Linked DNA regions of Gossypium arboreum: region 2 is linked to region 1. A link is a contact called in public Hi-C data. All regions are on one chromosome and are shown on one strand. The core of a region is the stretch at or near the end of the contact, and the rest is flanking DNA. Distances in the headings are between cores, read along the strand shown. Region 1 holds the start of LOC108478279 (17.6 kDa class II heat shock protein-like). Region 2 holds the start of LOC108450125.

What was found. Hi-C and Micro-C count contacts between places; a contact is called where the count stands out from the background.
Region 2: a contact with region 1 is called in a Hi-C map of leaf, with 4 times the contacts expected there. The contact joins the promoter of LOC108450125 here to the promoter of LOC108478279 in region 1. A contact is called at or near these places in 2 of 5 Hi-C or Micro-C datasets (both in leaf).

Annotation. Positions count from the first base shown.
Region 1 is chr6:112,226,575-112,229,324 of ASM2569848v2, reverse strand. It overlaps LOC108478279 (17.6 kDa class II heat shock protein-like), which reads left to right and starts at 1,339. Exons shown (of 1, transcript XM_017780718.2): 1 at 1,339-2,152. The coding sequence starts at 1,566. The coding sequence ends at 2,045. LOC108477669 (ankyrin repeat-containing protein BDA1-like) reads left to right here. Exons shown (of 2, transcript XM_017780184.2): 2 at 1-866. The coding sequence ends at 696.
Region 2 is chr6:112,634,218-112,637,219 of ASM2569848v2, reverse strand. It overlaps LOC108450125, which reads right to left and starts at 1,697. Exons shown (of 1, transcript XM_017747611.2): 1 at 1-1,697. The coding sequence starts at 1,019.

The DNA.
Region 1 (2,750 bases), core at 90-2,589:
TCCCTTCGAGATGCTGGAGCTCTAAGAGCCGCAGAAATTTTACATTTGAAGACTGAAACAACACCTCTAATTGCTCAAAATGTTGCAACCAACCAACCAGACACAGAATATCAGTGGGTGCAAAAGACTTACAAGAAGGAAGATTGGCTAACAAGAAAACGAGATTCATTGATGGTGGTGGCATCGCTTATGGCAACAATGTCTTTCCAAGCTGGACTAACCCCTCCTGGTGGTTTATGGCAAGATGATTTCACAGGAACAGCCACCGAGAGATCTCACGAAGCAGGACATTCAATAATAGCAGATAAGAACCAAAGCTATTATACTCAGTATCTTGCTGCCAACACAATAAGTTTCATGGCATCGATGAGCATCATCTTGCTGCTGGTTACAGGATTGCCTTTCCAGCGAAGATTTTTCATGTGGATTTTGACTGTGACTGTGTGGATTGCTATCACATCCATGGCCATTACATACAGAATTTCACTTCTTTTCATTACACCAAAATCACAGGAACTAGACGTCACTCAAGTGCTCGATTATGCTCTCAGGGCATGGCTTGCGGTGATGTCTTTTCTTCTTTTGGCTCATACCATACGCCTGACTCTAAATGTTTTCAAGAAAGTAGAATATGTACTAGGGAAAAAGGAAAGGCCGCCGCCGCCATTACCGTACCCAAATAACATCGACTTCTAAGCAATCAGCTCTACTTTATCATCGCATAATCATCATAACTAATATGTATATATATGATTCTATAACCATATGTCAAAGGTTCACTATATGAATGAAAACCCATTTCTGTAAAAAGTTTGGAATAATGGAATTTGAGTGCAAAAGTTGGAAGCTTCTTCCTAATTCATCTATATACGATGACCAGTTTCTCTAAAACATCAAATGAAGATTCATAACACTGGATTCTATAGGCCTGTAGGAAATTTCTATGAAAATGTAGCATGATCTTCACTTGTGGGAGGTGTCTGAGATGGGATTCTTATTATATTAAAGAAAAATGCTTTCAATAAAACTTCAATTAGCTATATCATAACCTTATCTTGTTGAATCCTCAAAGAATAAAGAAACAAGCACTCAGCAAATAGATTTTTAAATGGTTAATAAGAAAGAGCAGCTTAGCTGACTTAGTAAAAGCTCGTCTTTATTTATATTATCAATCCATTTTAGTTTGTTTATTTTGAGCGTGGGCTTGTTTTAAGGCGAATATGGTGCAGAGCTTTGGGCCTAAGAAATGCAGCATAAACAGCATGCAATTTCAAGGGCCCTGGAATTATTATTTATGACCCAAAATAAAGATTGGAAAAGCAAAGAAAATTACAGAACTTTCATTCGTCTTCTTCATAATTCTAGACACAGACAGGACGACATGACATTACAGTTTATTGTTCTCTAGAACTCTCCCCCTACTCATGCTTATCTGCTATATATACGAATCAACTCCAATCCTTGCAAATTACTCTGAAACAAACGTGGATTTTACACATCAAAGCGTCATCTGCAATTCCTTTCCCTTGATCTTTGTCTTCGTCTATATTTTTAGAGCTTGATTCATGGATTTCAGGAACTTTGGGTTCAATTCTCCGCTGATAACAATCCTGGAAGACATGCTGGACATCCCGGAGGAGCAAGAGAAGTCGAAGAACAACCCATCTCGAACCTACGTTCGAGACGCAAAGGCGATGGCAGCGACACCGGCCGATGTTATGGAGTACCCGACATCCTACGTGTTCATCGTGGACATGCCAGGGATAAGCCACAGCGAGATCAAGGTGCACGTGGAAGATGAGAACGTGCTGGTGGTGTGTGGGGAACGAAAGCGAGAGAAAGAGAAAGATGAGAAAGAAGGGGTGAAGTATGTGAGGATGGAGAGGAGAGTTGGGAAGTTTATGAGGAAGTTCCAGTTGCCTGATAATGCGAACATGGATAAGATTTCAGCTGTATGTCAGGATGGGGTTTTGAGAGTGACTGTGGAGAAACTGCCCCCTCCTGAGCCTAAAAAGCCTAAGACCATTGAGGTCAAAGTTGCTTGAGCTTCACATATGTTTTGAGTGGGTGTTTGTTTCAGTTTGGCTTTGGCTTGTGTGAGTTGTAATGACTACTTAAATAATAAAAAAATTATAGTTTGTTTCTTGTTTAATCCCTTGTTTCTTGACTTTTATCTACGAAAAACATTTTGTGCAGCAGAGACTGTTTAATTCATGAACTGCAGAGTAGGATCTATAGTTGCATATTATAAAGAACAAAGGATCAACTGTCAAACTGCTTTCTTTGACTTAGTATAAAGAATTTGTTTGAAGGTCTTAAAAATAAGATCTCATTATGCTTTCCTTAATTCATGAGGAGTTTTCCCACGCTGCAGAGTCCTATTCGGACATCCTTTTTCTCTGTAGATCTCTAATAATTTTTATCCATCATATCATTTAGGCAAATCCTCACCTTAAAGTGATCTTTGGCGGACTCTCCACTTTTATTTTGTCAATTACACTTCAAATTTTAGAGATATGATGAACCGTTACATACCTTTAGCCAATGATTCTACAACATCTTTTAACGGATATTTTAGCTCAAGTGTCTCTGAAAAAAACACCCCTTTCTTGTTTTCCCTTTCTCATATGTTGTGTTTAAGGCTCTTTTATCAAATCTCATTATTTTTGCTATTTGGTGGACCCTTTTGTTTAGCATGCTTATTCGAGCTTTCAATGCACCCCGATTATTGTGTCAACCTACTCACTGTG
Region 2 (3,002 bases), core at 448-2,947, 410 kb before region 1:
AAGAACTCATAGGTGGTTATCATGGTTGTTGCAGACAGAGCCATTGATGCCCATCTTGGTCCCAATCCTCGGTAACAAGCTGCCAATCCGCCTTCTTGAACTAGATTCCGCACTGTTTGCAGTATATTCAATGGTTTTCTTACTCCATTCTCTTCTCTATCCAGAACCTGTAATCTGGTCTTGATGGTGTCAAGTGGCATAGTGATTAAAGCTGAAATGCCACTAGCCATGGCTGCACTTAACCCTTGGACCGCCACCAAGGCCTTTGAATCAGGCCTAAAACCAGACCCCATCACAATACTTCCACTCTCATCTTTTTTACCCATAGAACAACCGATGCCACTCCAAATGAGCTTGTGTGCAACAGAGTAAGATGCCCACCAAACCGCATTAGACGGTGCATATGTCAAAATCGAGATCCCAAATCCCCTGTATAATCCTTTAGGACCATCTGCATATAGAATTTTCCTAAACGCATCAAGACCATTCCTATATCTACAAAAATTCACATTGAGATTTACATTTTTGCTACTGTTACTGTCATTATATCCTTGAACCATTAGTCTCTGGCTTACAACATCAATTGGGGTCCAAACCAGTTGCGCAGCCATAGCTGAGCTCAACCCAGCAGCTGCATTAGCTAAAGCAGTAGCTGTAGTATCCGAAAATCCTAAACTAACAGTTGCAGTGCCAACACTGCTCTTGGTAACCTCAAGGGCTCCCATGTAAAGTGCCCTAGCTGGGATTGTCCCCATCAAAGAGGTACCAAAACCCCTGTAGAATCCTCTCAGTCCTTCATATCTCATGATGGAGAATGACATTTTAAAGCAAGAAACTTGAGTAGATGAGACTTGTTGCCTAGTTTTCAAGACAACTACAGGGTAAAGAGCAGCTGATACACCTGAAAATAAAGCGGCACCAAGAAAAAAGAACTTGGATTTATCAAGCATGTGCCAATCTATATCTGCTGGGATATGAATCTCTGACCCTGAATCATCCTCAGCTGCACTTAAACTCATCTTCGCCACTTTTATAATATGTTTAGTTCAACTAAGTAAAATCTGATTTTGTTTTTTTGGGTTACCCTTTTCACAATCACCACAGTTAATCACAAACCAACTCAGCTCAAAAGAAGATTATCAAAAAGGCAAAGAAAATTGAAAATTTATGATGGGTTTTTAATCTTATAGTATTTGGACTGGAAAAGAAAAGGAAAAATTATGACTTTCTTTCTATAGTTACTATTAGTTGCAAAATCAAAGAAGAAGAAGAAGAAGAATAGGGGTTTTGTTGTTTTTCCTTTTTTTCCTTTTGCGCAGCCAAATTTGGGATCGAACGTGAATCAGCAGAAATAAGTCAAGCATTTACTCACTATACGAAAACCCCAGATTTTATCTTTGATTCTTACCAGGAAAAAACCAAATCTATGCAACATCTTCAAGACTTTTTCTTCATCTTCTTTTGTCGATAGGCAACAAACGAATGACAAAAACAAAGACAGAGAGAGAGAGAGAACACAGATCTCAAAAGCAAAGAATCTAAAGGAAAGGAAAGGGAAAAGGAAAAGGAAAAGTGGAGTTTACACAGAAAGCGAAATGGATAGAGTTAATAAGAAGGAAATGGAAAGAGAGATGTGGCGAAATGGATAGCTTTTAACGGTAAGAGAGGAAAGAAGGACAAGGGGTATATGGATTTTAGCAAGGGTTTTGGGGGTGCGATGGAAGTGGACACGCGTCGCTTTTCATTTGGGGTAGCTTTATTAGCCTGCTTTAAGGCTCACTTGGTTCAAGCAGCTCAGCTAGTCGACTCACCCAACTCTTTCTCTTGCCACCCGACTTAACTAAAATTCCATAAACAAAATCCCTCCATTGACATCGGGTGGTTAAACTGGTGATTACCGAGGGTATAAAATTGGATACAGACTGAGGTTCCATTTAAATCATTGTTCAGATTATCTCCGATTAAATTAAAAATAATTATAGTGGTGAAATTAATTATTATATTGTTGAGGTTGAATATTACAATAATGATATTAGAATTAATGGTAATTTGTGTGTTTGGCTTTAACCGTAGTAGTAACACTAAGATTGAATCGAAAAGGATCGTTTAATTACAACAACAAATAATGTAATTTTAAAAATTCAAGGGATAATAATTACAATATTTTATTTTTAAATTTTTTTATTTAAATAAAATATTGATTCATATTTGTTGATATTAAGATCAAACAAAGTAGAGATGATGGTGACGTAGTATTCACGAAAGGGTCCTTTGTCATTTGGCAAAGTATAGTAACCTTGTTAGGTAGCTTGATTTACTTAGGTGAATTAGAAGAGGTTTTGGAAGACCCTTAGCTAGGGCTACTTCCCCCGTTCACTACAATGGATGATGAATCCTAAAATGATCCACTAAGAGGCTCCGATTAGTTACCTTGGTGTAACGCCATAGCATTTTAAAACTTCACCCACAAATAAATGGATGGGGAAGTGAAACCCTGCCTCCAATGCATAAAGAGGTAGGTAAGAACTTGGCCTTTGGTCATCGTCTTTGGGGCCATGTAATATCCTTTACTCGTATTCGACGTTAGAATAGGGTACGAGGTGTTACCGGACTTATACTCAAGCAAACATACAAAACCGGGTCATAAAATTTTATTCAAATCAAATTCATTCATACATATGCAAATTGTCCTTTATATGGGCCTACAAGGCCCAAAACATACATTGAGAGTAGTTCAGGACTAAGCTGATAACTTTAGAAAATTTTGGAAAAACTTAGAAAAATTTTCATGAAACAGGGGCACACGCCTGAGTGGAGATAGGAGACACGCTTGTGTGCCCTCGACATGCCCGTGTCCGCAGGCCGTGTAACTCTCTGTTTATGACATTAGCACCAAAATATAGTTACACGGCCGTGTCACACGCCCGTGTGGCTAGATCGTGTGGTTGATTAAAATTATAATTTTTCATAAAATGGTGCAGACTTCACACGGCCTGGGCACA